Regions from separate parts of the Mus musculus genome. Here region 1 is linked to region 2. A link is a contact called in public Hi-C data. All regions are on one chromosome and are shown on one strand. The core of a region is the stretch at or near the end of the contact, and the rest is flanking DNA. Distances in the headings are between cores, read along the strand shown.

Evidence for each region. Hi-C and Micro-C count contacts between places; a contact is called where the count stands out from the background.
Region 1: a contact with region 2 is called in a Hi-C map of uterus, with 2.4 times the contacts expected there. The contact joins two enhancer-like sites.

What each region holds. Positions count from the first base shown.
Region 1 is chr5:65,003,642-65,009,414 of GRCm38.p6, forward strand. It overlaps Fam114a1 (family with sequence similarity 114, member A1), which reads left to right. Exons shown (of 14, transcript NM_026667.3): 4 at 2,157-2,270; 5 at 2,393-2,502; 6 at 5,347-5,481. All of the region lies in intron 2 of Gm32374 (a long non-coding RNA gene), which reads right to left. Among named protein-coding and RNA genes, the nearest start is that of Gm32374, 14 kb to the right of the region's middle. Within about 2 kb of position 2,585, at least 54 of the 459 cell types and tissues checked have an H3K27ac peak or open chromatin away from gene starts, as enhancers often do. A contact at or near this core is called in uterus, where this site is marked.
Region 2 is chr5:64,576,108-64,582,411 of GRCm38.p6, forward strand. No RefSeq gene overlaps it. Among named protein-coding and RNA genes, the nearest start is that of Gm3716, 31 kb to the right of the region's middle. Within about 2 kb of position 3,139, at least 187 of the 459 cell types and tissues checked have an H3K27ac peak or open chromatin away from gene starts, as enhancers often do. A contact at or near this core is called in uterus, where this site is marked.

The DNA of each region.
Region 1 (5,773 bases), core at 1,335-3,834, 430 kb after region 2:
TGTGGAGGAAGTCAAAGAGGGGGATGTAAGGCCCCGGAAGATTAAAGAGCTAATAATGAGTGTGAGCGCCGCTGAGCCCCAGAGCTGAGCAAGCTGTGCCTCCAGAGATCACTTATTCCCTGACTTTGGCTCTCAGAAATCTATAGCTGTGAATTATGCGTGGAGAATTCTGCAGTCTCCTTTTGGAAAGTCTGTGTGGATGTTGTTGTTGTTGTTTTTAAACTACCTTGAAGAATATGAAGCCAACGACTTAAGTGTTTGCTGAAATTTCGATGAGATTCCATTGAAATGTTTGGAATTCTTTGGAGGCTAGAAAGAATTAATTCGAGTCAGATTGAAAGCTTATAATTAAGTCTTCGGCTTAGCAGTTTGTTTTTTTTTTTTTTTCCGAGTAACTCAGTAATGAGTTTGAGCTGTGTTTAATTATCTGCATGAGTGTAGGCACATATTTCTATTGTAATTAAAGCTGTAAATCATGTTTCCTAAGTTTTCAGGGTTTGTAGGTAATATATGATGACAAATAGCTTTCGTTGGAAGAAGCCAGTAAATACCATTGCCTGTGTTGCTTTGATAAATCAGGTTAGAACTGAGAAATCGGCCTTCTGTGTGTATGTGGGGGTGCATGTGTGAGTATGTGCAGAGGCCAAAGGCTAACCTCGAAAGTCAAAGGGTATTCCTCAGGATTGTGTCTGCCTTGCCTTTTGAAACAGCATGGCTCACTTGGCCTGAAATTTACTGATTCAGTTACAACGGCTGGATGTCAAGCCCCAGGGATGTATCTGTCTCTATGTCCCCAGCTCTGAGGCTACAAACTCATGCCACCACACCTAGATTTCCACAGGGTTCTATGCATTGATATCAGATCCAAAATACTACTCTTTTGAGTATGTATGAGTCTCATCTGTGTCTTCCTCTAACTCAAGAGATGGATGAACAGTCATTTGAACAGTGTTTTGTAATTCTGACTGGTTCTAGTTGACTCTGGTGTCTTCCTTTGACTTGGTTACCACTGCCTCGTGTTTGAACAACCCAGGGTCCCAGGATGCGTGCTTCCTTTCTCCTTACATGCCACGGCAGGTAGCAGGCACCCAGATGGAGGGGGCACAGGCTGTTTTTCCTTCTAGAACTCCAGTAGCCATGAGGACCGCAGTGGTCTACCAGTGCTTTGATCCCTTCCTCCTGTCTAAGAAAGGCTTACCCCATCTTAGTGCAGGGTGTCAAGCTGTCTGTGGATGAAATAGAAGACTCTTTTCTATCAAGTCAAGGGTTGGTTTTTACCCAATGAGTGGGAAGGTCTGCTCTGTACTCCTTACCGAATCCCAACTGTGCCAGTGTCTTGGAAATAAAGACTGTCCCTTCTTGGAAATACAGGTGCTATTAGTCTGATGGAGTCCGTGACCTTCAGCCTACTTTGGACTGCTACTCCTTCCCAATTTCCCCACTGAGTGACCCTTTGATTTAGAGCTGTCAGCTCAAGACCTTTCATGGTGTACGTTTGAGGAACTGTAGTGTTATTTTTTTATTTGTTTGTTTGGAGGGCTTTGTTTTGTTTAGAGACACGATCTTGCTAAGTAGCCCACACTGACCTAGAATCTTATGCAGACTAGGCTAGACTCAAACTTGCCATCCTCCTGCCTCAGCCCCCTGAGTGTTAGGATTATATGCCACCATACATATAATCCTAGGAACATATTATACATAGGTTTATACATAGGAACGTATTGAAGGTCATCTGACTTCAATCCAGCCCATGTTAACTGAGCACCTGCCATGTGCTAGGACTTCAAAAAGCCAACAGCGACCACAAGAGAACGATTGATCAGCCATATGACACTTTAGAAAACAGGATGAAGACATGCCTTTCAAAGACGCTGACTTGAGTTTGGAGTTTCCCTGTTAAAAACAGCCACCATGGCAGAAGCCAAAAGGGGTCTGGGAACATAGTGAGGAAACTGAGTCACAAAAGAGAGTGGCTTTAAGGCCACTCAGCCTGACCATGCTGAGTTCATCTTTGGATCCTACCACAGGGAATCTGAACACATTGCTGCCATTCAGGGTAGAACCCCGCAGTCCAGATGGTCTTGTGAGATTAGTCTAGGGTCACAGACTGTGCAGATTGTAATGTCTCTGTGAACTATATATTTATGTCCTTGCAGGTCATGGATTAACAGCAGTCAAAGAAAAGGCAGGGGCAACCCTACGAATCCACAGTGCCAATTCTGCATCTCCCGAAGGGGCCCCAACTGATGCTGAAAACGGAATCTCTGGAAGTGAGTGGCGTGCTCGCCTGGTGTTTTGTTACACCCGTGTGCATGACTACACAGTGGGGAAAAGCCCAAGTTCAGATCAGCAAAATGCATTCTAACCAGGGTGTTATTTCTTGCCATGACAGATGTGACTCCAGATCAGGACCCTGCCAGAGGCCCCCACACTCCTCCTCCACCAGGGGCGGCAGGGTCGAGAGGCATGCTGTCAGCCCTCACCAATGTGGTTCAAAACACGGTGAGTCCCTAGAGGCCTCCCCTGTTTTCCCTAGTGGCTCAGTTCTTTTGATCTTTGCAGCTTGTGACCTAGATACATCAGAGAGAAGGCTGCCTCACTCCTGACTTTGGATTCCAGTTTGTTATGCTTTCTGCTACAGAGTAGCTATAACCTTGGATCTGAAATAATAAGGGCAAGATGAAATGCAGTCTGTGTTTAAAAGAAGAGAGTGGTTTAGAAGATTTTTTTTCCAATCTGATCTAACAGTGTCCCTTCTAGCTGCTTCAAGGACGGCATTTAGGTGAGGGAGGGAACTTGGAGCTGGGACAGCTGTTCTTCCTGGATCAGGTCTCAGTTCTCTTAAAATTGGAAATCCTTCAAAGCAAAAAAGGACTAGTAATGACTCAGGGAGAATAACTCAGAGACCAACCCAGCCATAGCCTCCCTCCTGATCCCTACAGCCCCTTTCCCTGCAGAACCCTAAACGTACACCTGAAAGTCTTATTTTTCCATTGTTTGTTTATTCCTTTTTATTTAAGTTGAATTGATTTTTTTTAAAGACAGATACTCAACCATCTCACTCCTCCAGGAAGCTCGCTATTGATGATAAACATTGAAAGGAAGCAGAGGTACCACAGTGAGAAGAGGAAGTCAGCAGGTCCTTAGCACCAGGAAGACAGGAGTCTACTATGTAGAACAAGCTAACTATATTTTCTAGAAATATGGGCTCGTGCCCTTTTTAGTCATTTATCCATTTGTTATATTAAAGAGAGACAGTTGACCCTTACTGTGTGTGAGGAGCCTCACCAGACTCTGGCCATATAGGCTAATGCTATGTCTTGCCATATTAAGGCGGTTTAACAATGGTGTGTGATGCATTATGGGAAAGGAGGGGATTGTGAATGGCCCCGTAGGTTATCTTACCCATATGTTGGGACAAAAGAGTGCCAGGAGTAAAGGAAGACTGGATAGGGAGAAGGAGGCACACCAAGTGTTAAGAGTCACAACGCAGAGCTGTTCAAGGCCACCCATGAGAGTGGGGGAAGCTCTCTCTGTAACTCGGGTGTAAAAAGCAAACCCATGGCTTCTCACTGCTCCCTTTTTTAAAAATTATTTTTTACATGATCTATTATTGTGTGTGCATATGGTGAGAGGGCACCTATACCATGGCATCTAGATCATGTGAAGGTCAGAGGGCAACTTTGTGGAGTCACCTCTCCCCTTCCACTTTATGTGGGGTTCTGGGACTAGAACTCAGGTCACCAAGTTCACGCAGTAACTGCCTTTACCCACTGAGCCATCTTGCCAGCCCCCAGCAGTCATCTTGAGTGCATCCCTCACATCCTCAGTCTCCTTACATGGTCCTGAACCTGCTTGCCCTCCTCCCACAGTCCCGGCCCACCAGGCATAGATACTTCCTGGGTCTCCCGTTTATTCTCTGCTAAGGTGACAGGATGTTGGGGGCAGGAGAGGGGGTGGAGTGGGCGGGGCAGTAAATCAAAGCAAGGGAAAGTGTGAGCTTCTGGGAAGCCCATGTTCTCTGTGCTAGTCGCTTCTTATCATTGCTGGGACAAAGTGCCTAGCGGAAATAACACAGGGAAGAAGATATATTTTGCTCATGGTTTGAAAAGCTTTCGTCCATGGTTGCTTGGTCCCAAGTGCTTGGACAGGACATCATGGTGGTGGGAATACGAAAGAAGGAGGCTCTATACCTTCTGGCAGTCAGGATGCTGAGAAAGAGGAAGGGACTGGGGACCAGATATAACCTTTGAGGTATATCCGAGAGTGGCCTACTTCCTCCAACTAGGCTCCACCTCCAGAAGTATGTAGCGCATCCTGAAGTAACAGTACTAACTGAGGGCCAGGGATGTTCCTGAGCCGGTGGGGGATACTTTATTTTGAATCCATAACTTCACCTTGAGATGTCTGCATTTACAAATCTTTTCCACAGTGTGAGTTTTGATTGGGCTCCAGATTTAAAAAAAAAAAAATCTGAATTTCTGAAATGGAAATGTCTGATGAAGTACATTCATTCAGTAAGGTTGAATGCTAGCACTTAAATAATTATGAAGATTGAAAAACACACATATAGACGATATAAAAATAAAAACATGTTCTTGTGAGGTAAGAAAATACAGCTGTATGTAGAGTTGTATTATTGGGATTATAAGTGGAGTGTTCAGAGCAATGTGGTTCTGTTTATTTGAACAGTATATGTGAGTCTTGGTTGCTTTCACTTTTGTTAAAAGGAAAGCAATGGCTGGCCAAGGGATTTTTCCACAGTGACACCTGGAAAATAGACCAGTTTCAGAAACTGGAAGTACACGGAAGGCAAACTGTCTTACTTCATTAATGTACTAATTATAGTTGGTGTTCCCCAGTTTCTGAAAGTATGCAAAAGCCATCTGAAACAGCCTGAGGGTCCATTGCTTCAGGGCCCAGGATTTAAAAATCATCTAAATTAGCATGAGTATTTGACATTTTAATAACCTGCCCCCAAATAACTCTGTTACTTACGCTAAAATTCTTTCAAACACGACAATCGGGTCATCTGTTAATTTTATGTCTTAGACACACATCTATTTGATATGCTCAGCACTACTGACATGAATTCCTAATGTGCACTGTTTTCCCCCTAAACATCATTTTTTAATAACACTGCATGCTCTACAAATTATATAACATATGGTTTTTCGAGGAAAGGAAAACAGGATTAAATAGATGATCTATCTCGTGGTGTGAAAAACTTGTGGCTTTCTATTTATTTTAATATTTGACGAGAATGCTGGGTCCTTGGGTACTGCTGGCCACTGCCAAACAGCAAGCTGTGGAGAATCTAATCTGACGTGCTTTCCTCATTTGCAGGGCAAAAGCGTCTTAACCGGAGGTCTGGATGCTTTAGAATTCATTGGCAAGAAAACCATGATTGTCCTCGCAGAAAGCGACCCAGGGTTTAAGCGGACCAAGACACTGATGGAACGAACTGTCTCCTTGTCCCAGGTGAAACTAGGCCCATAAGTGATTTTTCCCCCTCCTTTCACCCAAAAAAAGTCAAAGCACATGTCCAAACAGAAGAAGTAGTAAGAAAGCTGAGTGTCTGACACTCCCACCGAAGTCCTTGTGGGAGACGGGCAAGGTTGATGATTTCTTATTCACACTATCGGGTATCATATAGACATAGTGATAAACATCTGGGTATAAGAGTATATATGTTGCTATGCGTTATAAGTGGAACATATGTGCACACACACACTCCAGCCAAAGAGCAGCCTATTGATCACAGTTTCATGTT
Region 2 (6,304 bases), core at 1,889-4,388:
GGCATTCCGATAAAGTCAGCCCTGACAGCTGGAGGGGTAATAAATGCCTGGACTCCTCTGTAGAGTCTAGGAGAGCAGACTTGAGAAGCTGGAACAAGCATGGTCCTGTGATTTCTCTGGACACAGCTGGGACCAATCTGTCACATTTGAAACCCTCACTGCTCCGCTCACAAGTCATGGGACCTCAGGCAAGTTTCTTCACCTTTCTGACAGTTTCCTCTACTAACAACTCATGGAATTGCACATGGACAATAGAGAGGGCAGTGTATGTGTGATGTTCAATGCAAGGGTCGGTCTACGGTGAGCATCCAGCAAAGGTTGGTCTTACTTTCCTCTCTCAGGGAGAAGGGAGGATAGAAGAAAAGAGGGACTCATTTGCCACCCACTGCAACAGCGAAAACATCTCAAGCCACATCTCCGATAACTTTGTTTACAATTACATGTAAGTTCAGGGTTACTTAATTTCTCTCTTTTAAGTAAAATTGTGTGGCCCGGGGTTACCCAAGATGTTAATGAAGTTAAATGGCGAAGGCGATTATGCGGCAACATGGAAAATAAACAATTCGGTCTTTGCCTCAGCATTAGGCTCCCATGATGCTTCATCTTTGCCTGGGTAATTATCTCTCAACAGCAGACTCTTAGCCAGCAGCAAGGGATAATTCCATTAACATTCCCACCTAAACACAGTCTTCCGGGCTTTTCAGGGTCCCTGGGCCGCTGGCTACATCACGGGGGCCTCTTATCGTTCTGGAGTTAAAACAAGAAAGTAAAAATTATTCACTCACATTAATTCTTTTCTCCCCCCGAGCAAACCTCTGCACAATCTTGACTCATTGCTCCAACTCGTATTGCTGCCAAGAATACTATCTGTAGTGAGCCAGTGTGCTCAATTCATTATGGGTTGGAGGACCAGAGCATGGAGCGTCACCCATAAGCTGGGTTGCAACTGTCTGAGAAAGAGGAAAAGTGCCAGGGTGTGATGTGGCCTCTGGAAGGAGGAAGGAAGAGCCATGGGTTTTGGAAAATGTAAAATGCCAAGGTTGTGTCCTAGTCATGGAATCCAGGCTTGTATACACTCAGGCGAGCAGAGAGATACGGCTTATTAAACACACTGAACGGAGGGATTTCGGAAGACGGTTCACAAACCTTGACTCTTGAATAAGCGCTGTCTGCCTCAGGCTTAGTTTCCAGGCAGGCCTGTCAAGCAAGGCTCTGGGGCTGCTGAGTCCGGACAGAGAGTGAGAGTCCTTAGCACACGGGTGAGGAGCCTAGAGTTCTCCAGCACTTTCCCAGGCAGGGCTCAATTAGTGATGGCTGTACTATCCTCTCCCGTCCCCAAACACACAGCCCACTCCACATCACAGACGAGATCCCTTAAACCCAAAACGTGTGAAAAAACACATCTGACGTCCCACATCAGATATGGTGGAAAGGGAACCTGAATGCGTCTTCAGGATTGGAGGCTGGCTGTTCTTTGAAAGGAAGGAAGCTGTTTCTTTATCTGTTTTCTCACACAGTACAAGCTTCGGTTCCACAGTGTGAGGACTTATCTCCCAGCAGTGACTGGAGGTTAGGGTGTCTGGAGAACTCTTTTAATCCAGGATTGACCCCAAGGTGACCTTTCCCTTCCTTCCCACTATCTCTTAACTCATGAGTCTGGATTCTGGAGATTGGACTGGCTGACTGAGTGAGTGAGTTAACGAATGAATGAATGAATGAATGAATGAATGAATGAAGATGATAGCTCCATCTCTCACAAATCTAAATGCACAATAGACCCTCAGTGGAGGTTTTTTCAAAATTAAAAACAATAGTTACTTACCAGCTCTGTCAGCAGATTGATCCAGGAAAGAGGTCTGAGAGTTGACTTGAATTAGGTGTGAAGGTTGGTTGGAATTCAATTACCCATGACCCTCCGGTCTTTTCTGCCAGGCCATGATTTATAGAGGCTGGCTAACGAAGGTTGGGACCCATAACACTGCAATCAGCCTTTCTTTGGAAGATGAAGGTCCAGGAATTATCTAAGGGGCAGTCTCAGGCCTGATGACATTTCTTAGGTTGGAAATATCTTTGTGACTTGGCCCAAGAGCAGCCAGGCTCAGACTTGGACACAAATAGCAAGCACAATCAAGCTGCAGGAGTCCTCGCTCCTATTTTTCTTCACAATCACTCTGACCTAGTAGCCCTGCCTGACACACATAAATGATCTATGGGCTGTGGGTGGTTAGGGTCCTTGCTCATGGATATCTGGGGGCATCTACTCACTGAAAAGGCCAATGGAAAACCAGAAAATTGTATCAGTTAAAGTAGGCAAGGGATTCAACTCATCACCACCGTTTCCTTTTTTCTCCAATTTAGATTTTCCTTCTCAGTCTCACCTTAAGGTCTATCTGATCTTGTTACAGCCAGGCTTAATGGCCGTAGGAGTCTAAGACCCAGCTACATATTTTTCCCCATCACGTAACAACATTCTTGAGAGGCGGAGGAGGCTGAGGAGATGGTTGCACACATACATTCCTTGCTATGCAGCATTAGGATTGAGTTTACCGTTCCAGTATCCATGCAAAAGCGAGGTATGGCCGCACACATTTGGAATCCAAGCTCTGTTGAAGCAGAGACACCCAGAGATGGGGGTATCCTAGGGCTCGCTAGCCAGACAGCCTAGCTGGGTCAGGGAGCCCCAGGATCAGTGTGAGACCTTGTTTCAAAAAATAAGGTAGAGGGCAACTAAGGAAAGCCCCTGACATCAACCTTTGGCCTCCACACACTCCAGAATGAGTACACACACACACACACACACACACACACACAATTTTTTTTTTTGTTATTGTAGTTAATATCCCAGAAGGCGTCTTGAAACCATGGTGATAGTAACAGTTGCACAACTGTAATCCCTGCACTTGGGAGGCTGAGACAAGAGGATGCCAAGTTCAAAGCCAGCTGCTTCCATAGGGGGAATCTGTCTGATAACAAAACAACAACACACACACCACTACCACCACACACACACATACAGAGTTACTGGCTCATTTGATTGCTGTTACTGTTGCTGTTTGCACGCAGCATCTCTCCTGTGAGTGAGTGAGGTGAATCTGGACCCTGACCTGGCCACCCTTACTTTCAGAGCTCTGAGCAGGTCTGTAGCAGATCCCAATTTGCAAGGCTGGTGAAGGAACAGAGGGTAAGAAGTGATTCCTGCGTCTGCCCTTTGCCCCCTCCGAGGTCACATTGCTTAATGAATCTAGCTGAAAAAAAAAAAAAAACAGTTGAGTGTTGGGAGAGTCGCAGCATCCATGTGTCTTCATAAAGTACCTGTCTCTATACAACAGGCCACTTTCTTCTAATAAAAAGCTCATAAGACAGGCAACTGGACGTGTGGATCTCCAAGCTTACAGAATGAACTCGAACTTGAAAGAGATCCAGCCCATAACGACATTTATTATTTTTAGAGCATTACCTAGTCATTTTGATTAATTCTCTTAGAGTACTTTTCCCTCAAGCTCCCTAGGGGGAGGAGGGTGTGTTGGGGGGAGGGGGGAGGTCTAACGAGACTGTAAAAATACAAATTTAACCTCGGTGAGGAGTTGACATGTTTAGAACTGTAACATGGCAAATCATTGTGAAATCTTCTAATGGGTGCCCGTCCCCTGCCAAACAAGCCCAGCACCCAAAGCACACAAAGAAATCATTGAAAGACACTGGACCGTGTCCAAAAGGCCAGGGCTAATGTTTCACCTAATCTCCCTCCTGGTCTCTCCTGCCTACTGCCGGCCCCACCCACAGGATCCGCACTGGAGAGCTCCCCGCAGCTGCTCCGGGGCATTTACACCCTCTCACCCCACAGCAGCAGGAGGAAAACCATTATGAAGCCAGCAATATAAAAGGGGAAAGATGCGTGGAGGGGGGAGGTGGGAGCTGATGGAGGCAGCGCCTGTTTTCTGGCAGGGTTGCTATGCTTGGGGTGGGGCCAGGAAGAAGGCCCAAATGGGGCCAGAGGTGACCCTGGTTCACGTTTCCTAGGACACTGCAACTTAGGGTAGAAGTGCCTAGGAGCTGGTAACAACAGGGCTTGTTTTTTGTTTTGTTAAGTTCAATTTGTTTCCAACTCTTCTTATCTTGGCTCTGTCTTGGGCATCACAGACTCCAGAGCTTTGCAGGCACAGGGTGGGGTAGGGTGGGGCTGAGTCATTCTTTCTTTCTTTTCTCTTAAAGGGATAGGACTAGGGACGCCTCTTTGAATGCCTGTGGTTTGCTCAGATGTGATGGCAGTCCTTAGTAAAATACTCCGACCAGGCAAGAGTTCTTTTTTCTCTTTGAGGGAGGCTTTCACAGAGATGGCCACCAACAAATTCTAAGGGCAGAAAGGATGTTTGCTGGGAGGACTTTGGACCTGTAAGATAACCCTGATGTTAATCATTATTTCAGCTGGCCAGAGCTGGCCTTGAACTTCTGGACTTGCTAAGTTGAATATGAAGAAATAAATCCAGTCCGGTTGGTTGTAGTGGATGTTTTTAATTCCAGCACTCAGAGGCCGAGGCAGGCTGATCTCTGCAAATTCCAGGACAGCCAGAGCTACACAAAGAAACCCTGTCTTGAAAAGCCAAAAATAAAAAAAAAAATAAAATAAAATAAAATAAAGAAATAGATCCCTTTTAAAAATGAGCATTGATGTAAATGTGAACCTCAGGATTTGTCAAAATTTGTCTGGGAAAAGTATTATGCTTAATATAGGGGCTGTCCAGGTTTGGGAGTCACAGGCCCAGCTGGAATCTCAGCTCCATCATTTCCAGGCCTGTGGCTGTGGCCCATATCTACAGCCTCAGTTCCCCATCTCTAGTAAGGGCAGTGATAGCCTCTGGCTCCCCAAGAGTTCCTTCAGCTGCTCCGGCATCTCAACAGATGTGTATGGCTTGTGCACCCTCCTCCAATCCACAGAGGACATGTGCGCTTCAGCCAGCAAGGAACAAAGGAAAAAAAGTTCAGCCCCTTCCTTGCAGCTTTGTATGGATCGAGAAGTAGCTTCAAACACACAGGACCCAGACACCCTAAGGCTCTTTCTCTTGTTTACTTATTTTTTTATTTTATTTTTCCATTCCATAGCCCTCACTGTGTGATAAGCGCCTTCTGAGCGCTTGACAGAGGTTGACTCCGCCCACCTTTCACCAGTTGCCTATGAAATGCACAGTCTGGGGATTCTTGTTTTGCAGGGGAGGAAACAAACACAGCTTATGGTCCAGGGACATGGCACAAGGGTCTCACCAGTCAAGACTTGAACCCAGGCAACCTAAGCCCTTGTCTTTGTGGGGATTGTGGGCAACTGTTTATTTGGTGAGGGCAACCAAAGGTCTCTCTGTATGAGATACCCAGGCTAGCTCTGCACAGCCTAGAAAATATTATTACTGAAGTTGTCAAAGTCTTCACTGATAAACATTCATAGCCAGAACCTCGGACCAGAAGGACCAGATGAGGTCAGCGGAACAGAGAAGCTGGTTCCCAGCCCTGTGGCTCGCTGCCCATCGCTCCACTCCCACCAGGAGGCGGCTGCAGCCTCTTCTCTGGTCTCCCCCTCAGCCTTTTGGCTCAGTTGACTGTGAATTTGCTGATGGTTGCAGCCTGAGTAGGTGGAGGGTGGCGGGAAGGAGAAAACATCGAAGGAGTCAAGGATAAAGGAAACAACTGGTTTTTAAATTCCAGTGGTTATAAAATCAGTAGCTGGCCATGGCAGACATTGCAAAAGTGGCAGATTTCGATCCTGTTTCCCAGACTCTGTCTCCCCATCCACTTTCCAGCTAGGTATGGTCAGTCACAGGACCCAAATCAGGCCTTTTGTCCTTTCCCTCCACCCCACCCCACCTCCTAGCAGTCCTTCTTGTCCACTTCTTTCTTTGAATGTATGTGCAGTACTTGGTCATGCAGGGGTTAAAGACATATATAATAATAGGGGTGTAGGGATAAAAACGAAAATATGGCTAAGATCAAATGCAATGTGATAACAGGGGTGCAGGGATTCGATACAGATGTGATGACTGGGGTGCAGGGATTCGATACAGATGTGATGACTGGGGTGTAGGGATTCGATACAGATGTGATAACGGGTGCAGAAGCTGCCACATGTAAACCATGAAGGAAGAGCCAGGAAGCTCTCAGGCATCAGCTCTACAGTGCTGAGCTGTTGTGCCACGTGAGTTCAGAGTTTTGCTGTTTTCAGCTTAGGATGATCCTGTCATCAATACTCATAGAAAAGTCACGAGAAACAGGAAAAACAAGACGGGGGGGGGGGCGGGGGGGATATCACCTGTGATCC